2 separate regions of the Sus scrofa genome follow, and region 1 is linked to region 2. The links are chromatin contacts, called in public HiChIP or PLAC-seq maps. All regions are on one chromosome and are shown on one strand. The core of a region is the stretch at or near the end of the contact, and the rest is flanking DNA. Distances in the headings are between cores, read along the strand shown.

Region 1 (5,776 bases), core at 2,139-4,638, 79 kb after region 2:
TGATGGTACATCAGAGAGAAAAGTCCTAAGAGGAAGATATTGAATACCGTAATACTCTAGTTTGTTTGTTTGTTTGTTTTTTTCATTTTTGCTTTTTGGGGCTGCACTTGTGGTACATGGAAGTTCCCAGGTTAGGGGTTGAATTGGAGCTGCAGCTGCCAGCCTACGCCACAGCCACAGCAACGTGAGATCTGAGCTGTGTCTGCAACCTACATCACAGCTCATGGCGACACTGGATCCTTAACCAACTGAGCAAGGCCAGGGATCAAACCCGAATTCTCATGGATACTAGTAGGGTTTGTTACTGCTGAACCACAATGGGAACTTGTTAATAGTCTAGTTTGTAAAGTCTCTAGACAATTTTCATTTTACCTAAAAAAAATTTTTAAGCCAATGTATTTATCATTATACCACAGTTTTAGGAGGAGGCCAACATATGTCCATGCAGGGAGAAATTAGTTTTAAAAATTTGTGGCACATCTATGCAATGGAATACTATGCACTCATTACAAAGGATAGTACACAACTATATTAACTGAAGTAGGAGAACCTCCAAGATTATATATCATATATCTATATATAATATAGTATATAAAATACGATTACTATAAAAATTATTTAGTTATATATCCTCATGAATATATAGATGTCTAGAAATAAGGTTACCAAAACTTGATGATGATTGACTCTAGAGGGGTGAGAGTTTTTTTTTTTTTTTTTTTGTCTTTTTTTTTTTGGTATTTCTTTGGGCCGCTCCCGCAGCATATGGAGGTTCCCAGGCTAGGGGTCGAATCGGAGCTGTAGCCACTGGCCTACGCCAGAGCCACAGCAACGCGGGATCCGAGCCGCGTCTGCAACCTACACCACAGCTCACGGCAACGCCGGATCGTTAACCCACTGAGCAAGGGCAGGGACCGAACCCGCAACCTCATGGTTCCTAGTCGGATTCGTTAACCACTGCGCCACGACGGGAACTCCCAGGGGTGAGAGTTTAGATAATTTTTGCTTTTTTTTTCATACTTTCTTATATTATTTCAATTTCTTACAAATTTTCTATAATGCAGTAATTTTATTTTTTGAAATAATTTTCTAAAAATGGAAACTGACCAGAGAAGTCATGAGGAATAATAATAATAATAATAACTTGCTATGTGCCAGCAACTATGCCAAGTGTTTTATATCCATTATGCAATTTACTTCTCACAACAATTCTATGAGATTTCTATCCTATTTTGCAATATTGAGCAAACCAAGGCTTGAATAGTTTAAGTAAACTGCCCATAATCAAAGGGTTAGTAAGTAGTAGCAGCAGGATTAAAGCCTAAATTCCCTGGCTACAGAACTACAGTCTTTCTGTTTGACCCAGAGGAGTTGGGAGCTCAGTTTTGACCTAATAGAGAAATTTACGAGCAACTTACATACAATCCACTTTCAACCCTACTAGCCATAACTCCAAGCCCGTTTGGTCTTTTTCATCTCTCCAGAAGGAAGCCCTAAATACTATAAAAAGTCATTACTAATTAAAGCATAAAACTCTGGAGTTCCCATCGTGGTGCAGCAGAAACGAATCCAACTATGAACCATGAGGTTGCGGGTTCAATCCTTGGCCTCACTCAGAGGGTTAAGGATCCAGCCACGAGCTGTGGTATAGGTCGCAGATGTGGCTCGGATCCCAAGTTGCTGTGGTGTTGGCGTAGGCTGGCAGCTGTAGCTCGGATTGGACCCTGGGAACCTCCATATGCTATGAGTATGGTCCTAAAAAGCAAAAATAAAATACAACATAAAACTTTCTCTAACATCTGTTACATTGCTGCTCTAGTGAACCATGCTTTCTGGAAGGTACCCTGGCATAGTTCCTTACTCATGAATCTAGGCTGGCCCTTTGACTTGCTTTAACTAACAGAATAGGATGAAAGCAACAGCCCTGAGGCAAAGCCTTAAGAAGTTCTAGCAAAAAAAAAAAAAAAGGAGTTCCCGTCGTGGCGCAGTGGTTAACGAATCCGACTAGGAACCATGAGGTTGCAGGTTCAATCCCTGACCTTGCTCAGTGGGTTAACGATCCGGTGTTGCCGTGAGCTGTGGAGTAGGTCGCAGACGCGGCTCAGATCCCGAGTTGTTGTGGCTGTGGTGTAGGCTGGCAGCTACAGCTCCGATTCGACCCCTAGCCTGGGAACCTCCATCTGCCGTGGGAGCGGCCCAAGAAATGGCAAAAAGACAAAAAAAAAAAAAAAAAAGAAGAAGTTCTAGCAGCTTCCAAGTTTGCCTTTTGGGGAGTCCTGAGCCAACATGTAAGAAATCTGGTTACTCTGCTGGAGAGATTATGTAGAAAGGTCACATGGAAAGAGAGAATTTGAGACTACAGGAAGAGAGGCCCATTCATTCCCACCAAACCAGCCCATCTCTGATGCTACCACCTACGGCAAGGCCAGAAGAAAAATGGCCAAGCTAATTACAGCCCAGACTTCACAGTGAGCAAATAATATGGTGGTTGTTTTAACCTACACATTTGGGAGTGGGGGGGAGGTTGCTACAGAACAGACAATTAAAACCCTTCCTCACTTCTCTTCGGGTGACAATGGGCACACTCAGTTCTTCCTAAAGCTGAATTTTCTAGCCCTAACCTCTCAATTGTATGGCAATGTTTGCCTGATGCTTTCACATTAATTACTAGGATCTAGGCAAGCTTTTTATTGGAAAGAAGTAGTAGGTAGGGGTTCAGAGATTCAGACTTTAGCCCTTGTTTTGTTACTAGCTGTATGCCTTGTGAAAGTCATTTACCTTTTTATCTCAATTGTAAATTGGGGAGGTAATGCTCACTCTACTTAGCAGAACGTAAAAACTAGTATAAACGCGTTGAAAAGAAAAACAAAAGCATTTAACAGAGCTTCCAGCTCAAGAGGTAGGCGAGGAATACAAAGATCGTGGATTTGATGTCATCTGAATATAGGATCTTGAACAAATAACTTCATTTTTCTGCTCCCCGGTTCTTCCTCTGTAAATAAGATTATCCTATCTCACAGGTTTATCTGTGATGATTGAACAAGACATCGCCCAAGGAGAGAGACCTGTTGCAGAACAAACGGTAATTGCCCCCGTCTAGACCAAAAGCACCCTCTCACCCCCGCGCAGCCATCCTTACATTCCCTGCCCAACCCCAGAGAAGTGATTTAGTAAGTCTGGCGTGGGGCCTAGAAGGCTCATATATTTTTTAAATCTTTTTTAGAAAACAAGGTCCCTAGATATTTAAGCTCAGGTGTCCTTACCCGAAGGACTCCGCTCGATGCCACGCCCCCTTCTTCTGATATACTGAGCCACCAACTCTCGCGACAGTTTCTTCTTTCTTCAGCATCTGCTACAGGTCGCGCGAGAATGGCTCATCCAATCATGAAGCTGGATGGAGGCCCAAGATGGCGGCGCGCTGGGAGCGTAACATCTGCGTTTCTAGGATCTTCGTGCTGCGCGTGGCTTAAGAGTCTGGGTTTGTAGAGGCCCACACCAAACTAGTCGTCTGGCAGGAGCTTTGACATCAGAGGTGAGTGACTTAATGTGCCTCGCGCGGGTTGCGAATTCATTTAGCCTGTGGATCACCCACGTTTCTCATTCTCGGATTCTGGGCCTATGAGGTCCTGTTTCGGGGGTCCAGGGAGAGACGGGATGGTTTGTGTGTGTGCGTGCACACGTGGGTGTGTGTGGTGGGGTAGGTGTGTGGTGGGGTGGATGGGAGGAGTTGGCAAATAGAATGGCGACTAGCTTTCAAGTAGAAAAGACCCCCTTCGTCTGAGGAGGTTTAGAGAGATTCGAAACTGAGGCGGGAAGGCAGTCTGGGTAAAATGAAGGCGTGGAAGGAGTGGAAGAGTTGGAGAACTGACAGGGGCGGAACTAATGGGAAAAGTCGGATTTATGAGGGAAAGGAGACGAGAGAAAAAGGAGATTAGGATTCATGTGGTAGGGATCTTTGCATAAGGTCTTCCAAGTTTTGAAAGCGGAATTTAGATTCTTTTACAGGGTTATGTAGTAAAACAAGTGGTAGTTGAAGAGGATTGTTAAGGGTTAGGAGAAACCAAGGAAACAACTTTGGAGATGGGAAAGATGAAAGAAAGTCGAAGCGCTAGCTTCAATGAAGTTCTACTAAGTTTGACTTTCCGGACTGACACGGGTAACCCAAAAGAAAAAGCTCAGCCCTAGGGCTGAGTCTTTTGGAAACTCAAGATGGGGACTGCTTATCAAAAATGAGAGTGCTGTTTCAGTGGTTTCAGTGACCTGAACGGTGTAAAGAGTTCTTCGTGCTTCCAGTCAGCACTTATTGTGTGCCTGCTCTCCAGGCCCTACTTTAGGGACATTGCAGTGAATAAGATAAACAAAATATTTTCCCTCATGAAGTTTACTGGCAGGGCAGATAAAATAAGTAAAACGTAAGGAATGTCAAATGGGTAAGTTCTGTATATAGAAGACTGAAGCTACTGAGACAAAGAATGAGTTCACTTGTTGCTCATTTAAATGGAGGTACTCAGGAAAGGTGTCAGTGAAAAGGTGACATTTGATCAAAGACAAAGTGAGGGTACCTTGTATGATTGTATTTCTGGAGAAAGCAGTCCATGCAGACCAAACAGCAAATGCAAAAGCCCTGAGGTGGGAGTGTGCCAGACTTGATAGAGAAACAAGGAGGCCACTGTGGCTACAGCAGAATGAACCAGGAAGAGTAGATTAAGTTAGAAGTGGGGAATGACCGTGCTGATGCCAGGTAAGAGCCGACACTCACCTAAACTCTGAGGAATGGGATAGATTTAGCTAAAACCCATTGCCTGTATTGGGAGCTAGTTAGCAAAGAAGTAACTTTATTGACTTATTCTGTTTCTCTTCTGACCAGAAGGGTTGAGTAATAAAGGAAATGAATCTCTCCTAACTGTAATTTGGCCACGTGTTCAGAGTGTATGTATGTGGGACAGTGAACAGAGAGGAGAAAGTGGCAATGAATGAGGTCGGAGGAATAGATTCTCTGTGCCTTGTTAATTATTTTGGAATTTATCAGCCTGAAGGGATTTACCAAGGGATGTTCAGATTTGCATTGGATTGGGGTTGGGGGGGCGGGGGTTGTTGCCTAGATGAAGTGAATTACTGGGGCAAGAATGGTTACAGAGACATCAGTTAGAGGCACTTATAGTCATCCAAGAAAAAGATGATGATTATCCCTGGTCTAGAGACATGGAGTTGTGAAGGGTGACAAATGAATAGGGTCAAGAAATAGTTGGAAGGTTGAGAATATTCAGGACATGGTGTGTTTGGAATGGGGAGGTAGGTAGTTGGAAGGTAGAGAATATTCAGGACATGGTGTGTTTGGAATGGTTTTTATTTTTGCTGTAAATGCTTGTGTGTCACTAGGAAGATAGTGATGTCATTCAGCAAAATAAGGATTAGAAGAGGACAAGTTTGGGGTGGGTAGAAATTATTTAATTTTGGACATGTGGGCATGCTTTGGAACATCTGGGATGATGACAATGAAGACATTTCTTTTTTGAAAATGATTGTTAAATTTCCACTGTAGAACACTGTCAAAAACCTTCTGAAACAGAATGAAATAGAACTGAAATAGAGTGTTAGCAGATCTATTACTATGTAAAGTAACATCTCTAACAAGGCCTGCAAAGGAAAGATGCTTACCGCTTAGAGACTTGATAATAGAGGATATGGCTGAAGTGGAGAGATAAGGGAAGGAAAGACCTTCCTGAAGAGATGCTTGAAGTGAAGTAGTAAAGATGAGTAGAAATTGCATCAAGTG
Region 2 (5,847 bases), core at 2,490-4,989:
AACAAAAAACAAAGTTGTATTGTAAAGTGGCAAAGAATTTAAACTTAACTACTTCTCCCTTTCCAAAGTGCATGGAAACATATAACCTGCCAATGAAATATTTTCACAACAGAAACTTATAGGCAAGTAAAAACTCTTTTTTAGGACCACAGCATACTTGACAGGCATGGTTTAAAATCAACTGAGCCTCAAGTCCTTTTGGCAAAAGAGTGAATGACTCACTGTTTTAGAACTCAATGGGAAGAATTGGAAAATTAACTGATTGCCCTAAGATTTTGCTTTGGGTTTGTTTTTTTAAAGGTATCTCCATGCCAATGCTGACAACTGCCATAGTTTCTACGGCTTACCTATTAAGATGACAAAAATTGTGAATAATATGTATCAGAGGTAAACAAAAACTAAGGTCCTCTTATTTTCTTGGACACTGAAATATGAGCAATAACGTACCTGGAAAAAAGACACCAAGTAATTCTACTAAAAAAAAATTAATCTACCTCAATCTCATTAAGTTTCCTAAGTATAGGATTATGAAGAATTTTAAAAATCAATCTCCAAATTAAGCAAAAGATTCTGCTGCAAATATCAGAAACACACACAGATAAACACTGGAACTAAAAGCTCTCTTCAGTCAAATTATTTTTAAACTCCTAATCAACTAATTATTACTGAAAAATCACAGCCCTTAGTGAATTTTTATAGCTACAAATACTATATGGGATGGGGATATGTCAGACACATGACAGTGAATTATCATACTAACCTCATTCCTCACCTTATGAACTCTTCTACTTTCTAATCATATTAAAAATAACAAAAAATTAAAAATATATCATACTCTGACAAAGTTATAAGGCTCATCAAAATCATATTTACTACATGAATCTGACATTCTCCTGAGAATGCCTGATACAAGAGCTTAAAATGATCTACTCTCTCTTATGGTAGTATCTTAGTAAAAGGTCTCTTCCAAGGGACAACACAAGAGAACGGGTCTATATAAAGAGCATTTAACACAAATTATTTTATCCTTTCTTGCTCATTTTGATGTTCATTATTTAAAAATCACAAATTTAATGTTTTAATGCAAACTAACATTAAAAGAAAACATCCGTAATATTATCAGGTTTCTGGAATATTTCTACTCCTGTTTCTTGCCAAATATTTCTGGCATTCATTAATTTACAATTATTTGACTAAAACAATAAAAAATATTAAGAAGGGTGTGTATGTATATATACATCTCTATATAAAGACAATAAGTATCTGCTTCAGAGCAGGGACATTTGCTTTTTACCCCAATCTTTCAATACCCACCTTGCAAAAAAGGTGGAAACTAAAAACATGACATTTCTAAGATTTACCACAGAGAAATGCCTTTGTTGTAGCACCAATTAGCATCAAATAACCTTACAAAACATAAGCAAGAGAAAAATGCTATCAAAGGGCAATCTAGCATTTCACAGCTTCAGCTCTCTTACTCCACCCAGTCTCCCTGGCTCAATGGCTGTTCACAGCATCTACAAATATTAGCCCATTTTAAAAAAAAAAGGAGGTGGGGGAGAGGCACTGAAATTGGGCTAGTTCCATCAAAATCAATATACACAGAAATAATTTGTGAAAAACTGGGTTCCAGTTTCTGATTTATAAAAACAACAGCTACAAATTTGTTTAGGAGATCCTCTTCTTGTGAACAATCCAAACAATGATCATTTATAATAGAACATGAAAGAAAAAAATCACCCTAAATACAGATTACTCTTCTGCTTTAATAAAAACTGCAATTTGCAACTGCCAATTATTTTGCAAAACTGTGTCCTGAAAGATACCCATGAGAGATTAAGCTAGCTAATGCCTTAAACCCAATCAAAAAATTTTAAGTAAAAGCTTTTAATATATCCAATATTATATCACTACCGACATACCCAACCAGGAAATTTTCCTGATTAAAAGACTGGAGCTGCAGCAATCAAGCCCTGCTGCAGCAAAAAAGAAGAGAGAAAAAAAATTTTTCAAGCAAATACTACTGTGGCTGAAGCGGAGGGATGACATTACCGGTATGGAAGGCCCAAGCACTGTCTCCTCCGCCCTAGCCTCAAAATGAAATTCACACAAAACAACCCACCTCCCAACAAAAATAGAATTACCAAAAATAGCACAATTTTTTTTGTTTAGCCTTTAAAACGTTACGAACCTCAAAGATTGTGTGTTAAAGTAGAGGTCAGAATAACAGTAATATCTTTATTCTCTTCCGATTGCCTCTTTAGCAAAGTGGGGGGGTGGGGGAAAACCTTGGCATGACATCGCCCATTGAGAATCACAAATCTGGTTCTTCGCTTCCAAAGCACAATTTTGTAACCAAAGGATTGATATAAATTGGACCCAAACCTCAAGCCCAAAAGAAAAATCTCCTGCTCTCCTCCCAAGGAGTTTCTTGCTAAGTCACCAAAGAAAAGCAGAATAACATAAAACCAAGGCACCTTGCTCTCCCTTATCTCAGATACTGAAAAACCTCCTCTTCCTCTCCACTCTTCTGTTTAGAGTGGTAGAGTTAAAATTTGCCCTGGTACCTCCTCAAAGGCATATTCTCACCTGCGAGGCTAAGGAAGGCACTGCGCTTCCTATATGAGTGGAGAGATTAGATTAGATGAAGGAGAATGGCTGAGGGCCTCGAAGCTCAGGGTTACAACGTCAAAAGGCAACTCCCGTTTAAGGAGCCGGTGGCAGAACAGAAAATCCTGCCGGATTTGGTGGGTGGATGCTGCAGATGGTTCGGTGGGTCGGGCCGCTCCTCCTTAATGGGTGCGGAGGCTCGACCACCGCACAGGGGGGCCAGGGATGGGCTGGGCCATCATTCTCGGGTCAACCCCATCCTAAGGACAGGTGGGGGACAGAACGCCTCAAGGCCTGTGGGTGCCGAGGCGGCTCCGAGCGGAGCCCGGTTCCTTAGCGCCAACCGCGGGTGGGGTGGGGACTGCGGAGCTCGCCTTCCGCGCCGGTGGAGAGAAGGGCCGAATCCTTTCCCCAAGATCATAGAGCGACCTGCTCTCCACGCCCTTTCTACCCAAGAATACTTTTCTTGCTAAGTCACCGAGGGAGGAGGGCGATCCCTTTCCCGGAGGGCCACGGGTGGAGCCGCGGAGGCCCTGGCACCCCCGGAACCCGGGCCAGGGAGGAGGGGAGCGAGGGCAGCGCCCTCCCGGGCCTGTCCCCCCTCCTCCCGAGTCTCTCACTCAACGGCCGTCGCGGCCGCCATTTTGAGAGCGAGGAGAGAAGAAGAAGGAGGAGGCGGCGGCAGGGGGAGGGGAGAATGGGAGGGAGGGGACCGGCGCAGCCACATCGTCAGGCCGCCGGGCTCGGCCCGCAGCTGCCCGAGCGCGGTGGGAAAAACAGAGGGAAGGGCGCAGACTCTCGCTGCCTTACCGGAGCGCTGCACCGCCGCCTCCGCAGGGCCTCTTCCGTCCTTCACTCCCATCCACCGGCGGGGGAGGGGGAGAGGGAGAGGGAAGGGAGGAAGGAGGGAGGGAGGGAAGGAGGGAGGGGGAGGATGGCGCGCTGGGCCCGGTCCCGGGGAGGGGGAGGGGAGGGGAGCGGGCGGGCTCCTCAGCCGTTCCGGGGCTCGAGCCCAAGCCCGGCGCTCGCGGTTTCTCTCGCTCGCGCCCGAGCGCTCCCCTCCTTCTCCTTCTCGCTCCCTAGACCCCGGAGTCGCTGCTCGTTCGCTCGCTCACTCGCTATCTCTGCCGCCGGACTCCGCCGCCGCCCCGCCGCTCCAGCTCCGTCTGTCACAGGAGCTGCCCCAACGCCCTGACGTCACCGCGCCGCCGCTGCCGCTGCCGCCGCCGCCGCCGCCCCAGACCCGCGGGGAAGAGGGAGGGGAGGGGGCCGGGAGCGGAGGAGGGGCTGCGGCGCATGCGCCAGTCTGGGCCGGGCCCTGAGCCTCGCTGCCTTCCGCTTAGCGGGAGGGCTGCCGGTGTGGCTTGGAAGTACCGAGGGGATCGGCGGAAGAGTTTGCGCACTAGGTGCTTCTTCTCGCGCTGCACACGCCTCTTTAACCAGGGAAAAGGTTCTCGGTCCCCTTTTCCTAGACCGTTGTTTGACTGTTCTGGCCCCTCACGAACTCCGGCTCTCTTCACCTCCCCGCCCTGCTCCTGCCCGCGAACTGCGCTCTCCCCACTTCCCCCGGCCAACAGCAGAGACCAGCTGGCGCCCTTGGATTCCGGGCCCGGATAGGCTTCAGAAAGCGAAGCCCCGGCCAGGCTGTCGCCCCTTCTACCTCCGGTCTTCCGTGGGGGCCGGGAAGCAGAGGAGAGTAGGTTGAGTTGGCTTGGGGAGAAGAGCTGTTGAGGTTAAAAGGCTGATGGAATGCCTTGTTGCCTTCATTTTTATTATAGATTTTTAATTGGGAAGATTCGCTTTTAGATGTGATTCAGCTATTGTTTTCCTGAGTCACATACGCAGGCACACAGTTCTGCGACTCTGGAAGTCTCAAAACTGATGCCCAAAGAAAGACCTGGAACTTTATTCCTACAAGGCGTGTGTGTGTGTGTGTGTGTGTTTGCTAATTTACGGGTTGAAATACTGATGACAAGTCTTGGGGATTTATAGTCAGTGTATTCCATATAGAGACATTCCGTTTAAAAGAAGCAGATTTGAGGTTCTGAATCATTCAATATGGAATATTCTTTCAGTTAAGAGTTATCTAGTGTGATTATCTTGTCATTAATCTGTGCTGTCCAAGGAAACTTACCTGAAACACAGGTTTAGGCTTGTGTTTATTGATTTTATTGCTTTCCTTTATGTAGGTAAACGCATACACTGCATTTGAGATGAACTTGGTTAATGAGAGAGATAACTTGGGTATGTGTATCCCGAATCAGCCTCTTAGAGGAAATGTGACCTTGGCTAAATGCCTCTTTCTGGCCTCAGTTTCTCTATAAAATAGACCTAATAAATAACTTGTAAGGTTTTTGTGAGAATTAGCGAGGCTATGCTGCGTGTGTACAATATATGTCCTTAGTGGAGAGTCACCCAATTCATTTAACCACTACTGTTGCTTGATGCTAAAACAAGTTTTCTTTTATCAAGAAAGGTTGTTAAGTCTCTAATCCTGGAGTTGTTCAAGAAGAATATGAATGAACTGCCTGGAGGGTTTGGGTTCTCGCCTTCTTGAAAGCAGGAAAGTAAATCAAATGATCTCTGGAATGTCTTTTGCAGGTTTACAGTTTGGGGATTCTCTGGCTGGATAAGGACCAAAAAATGCACTGAAGTTTGGTCTGTGCCATGTCCAGTAACAGTCAATAAACTTGGAAATAAATTAATATCCCTTGTTCTAAGAATCCACTTTTGGTTTGTTTTTATCTGTGAAAGTATTATTGCCTCACATCGTACTATTAACATTTAATCATCTGAGTATATCAGTTCTTTATTTCTTCATTTTTTTTTGTCTTTCTGCTTTTTTTTTTTTTTAGGGTCCCACTAACGGCATATGGAGGTCCCCAGGCTAGGGGTCTAATCAGAGCTATACCTGCCAGCTTACACCATGGCCACAGCAATGTGGGATCTGAGCCACGTCTGCGACATCCACCACAGCTCACGGCAACACAGGATCCTTAATCCACTGAGGGAGGCCAGGGATCGAACTTGCAACCTCATGGTTCTTGGATTCATTTCCGCTGTGCCACAATGGGAACTCTAGTTCTTTATTTCTTAAATGAATGTTCTAAAAGTCTACAAAGTTGTCCAGAAATCAGAATCATATTGATAAACACCAATTTAATACAAATAGGTAACTCTAACCTGCATAAACCTTGAGCTCATACATGCAGGTGTTCAGAATACTTTAAAATCTGT

What was found. HiChIP or PLAC-seq counts read pairs in DNA pulled down with a chosen protein or histone mark.
Region 1: a contact with region 2 is called in an H3K27ac HiChIP or PLAC-seq map of alveolar macrophages. The contact joins the promoter of METTL16 here to the promoter of PAFAH1B1 in region 2. A contact is called at or near these places in 1 of 5 promoter capture datasets (liver), 3 of 47 Hi-C or Micro-C datasets (fetal skeletal muscle, heart right ventricle and mesenchymal stem cells) and 2 of 2 datasets of contacts at active chromatin or transcription factors (alveolar macrophages and skeletal muscle).

The regions. Positions count from the first base shown.
Region 1 is chr12:48,564,861-48,570,636 of Sscrofa11.1, reverse strand. It overlaps METTL16 (methyltransferase-like protein 16), which reads left to right and starts at 3,388. Exons shown (of 12, transcript XM_021067620.1): 1 at 3,388-3,532. It also overlaps a transcript of PAFAH1B1 not described here.
Region 2 is chr12:48,643,701-48,649,547 of Sscrofa11.1, reverse strand. It overlaps PAFAH1B1 (platelet activating factor acetylhydrolase 1b regulatory subunit 1), which reads right to left and starts at 3,739. Exons shown (of 11, transcript NM_214250.1): 1 at 3,421-3,739.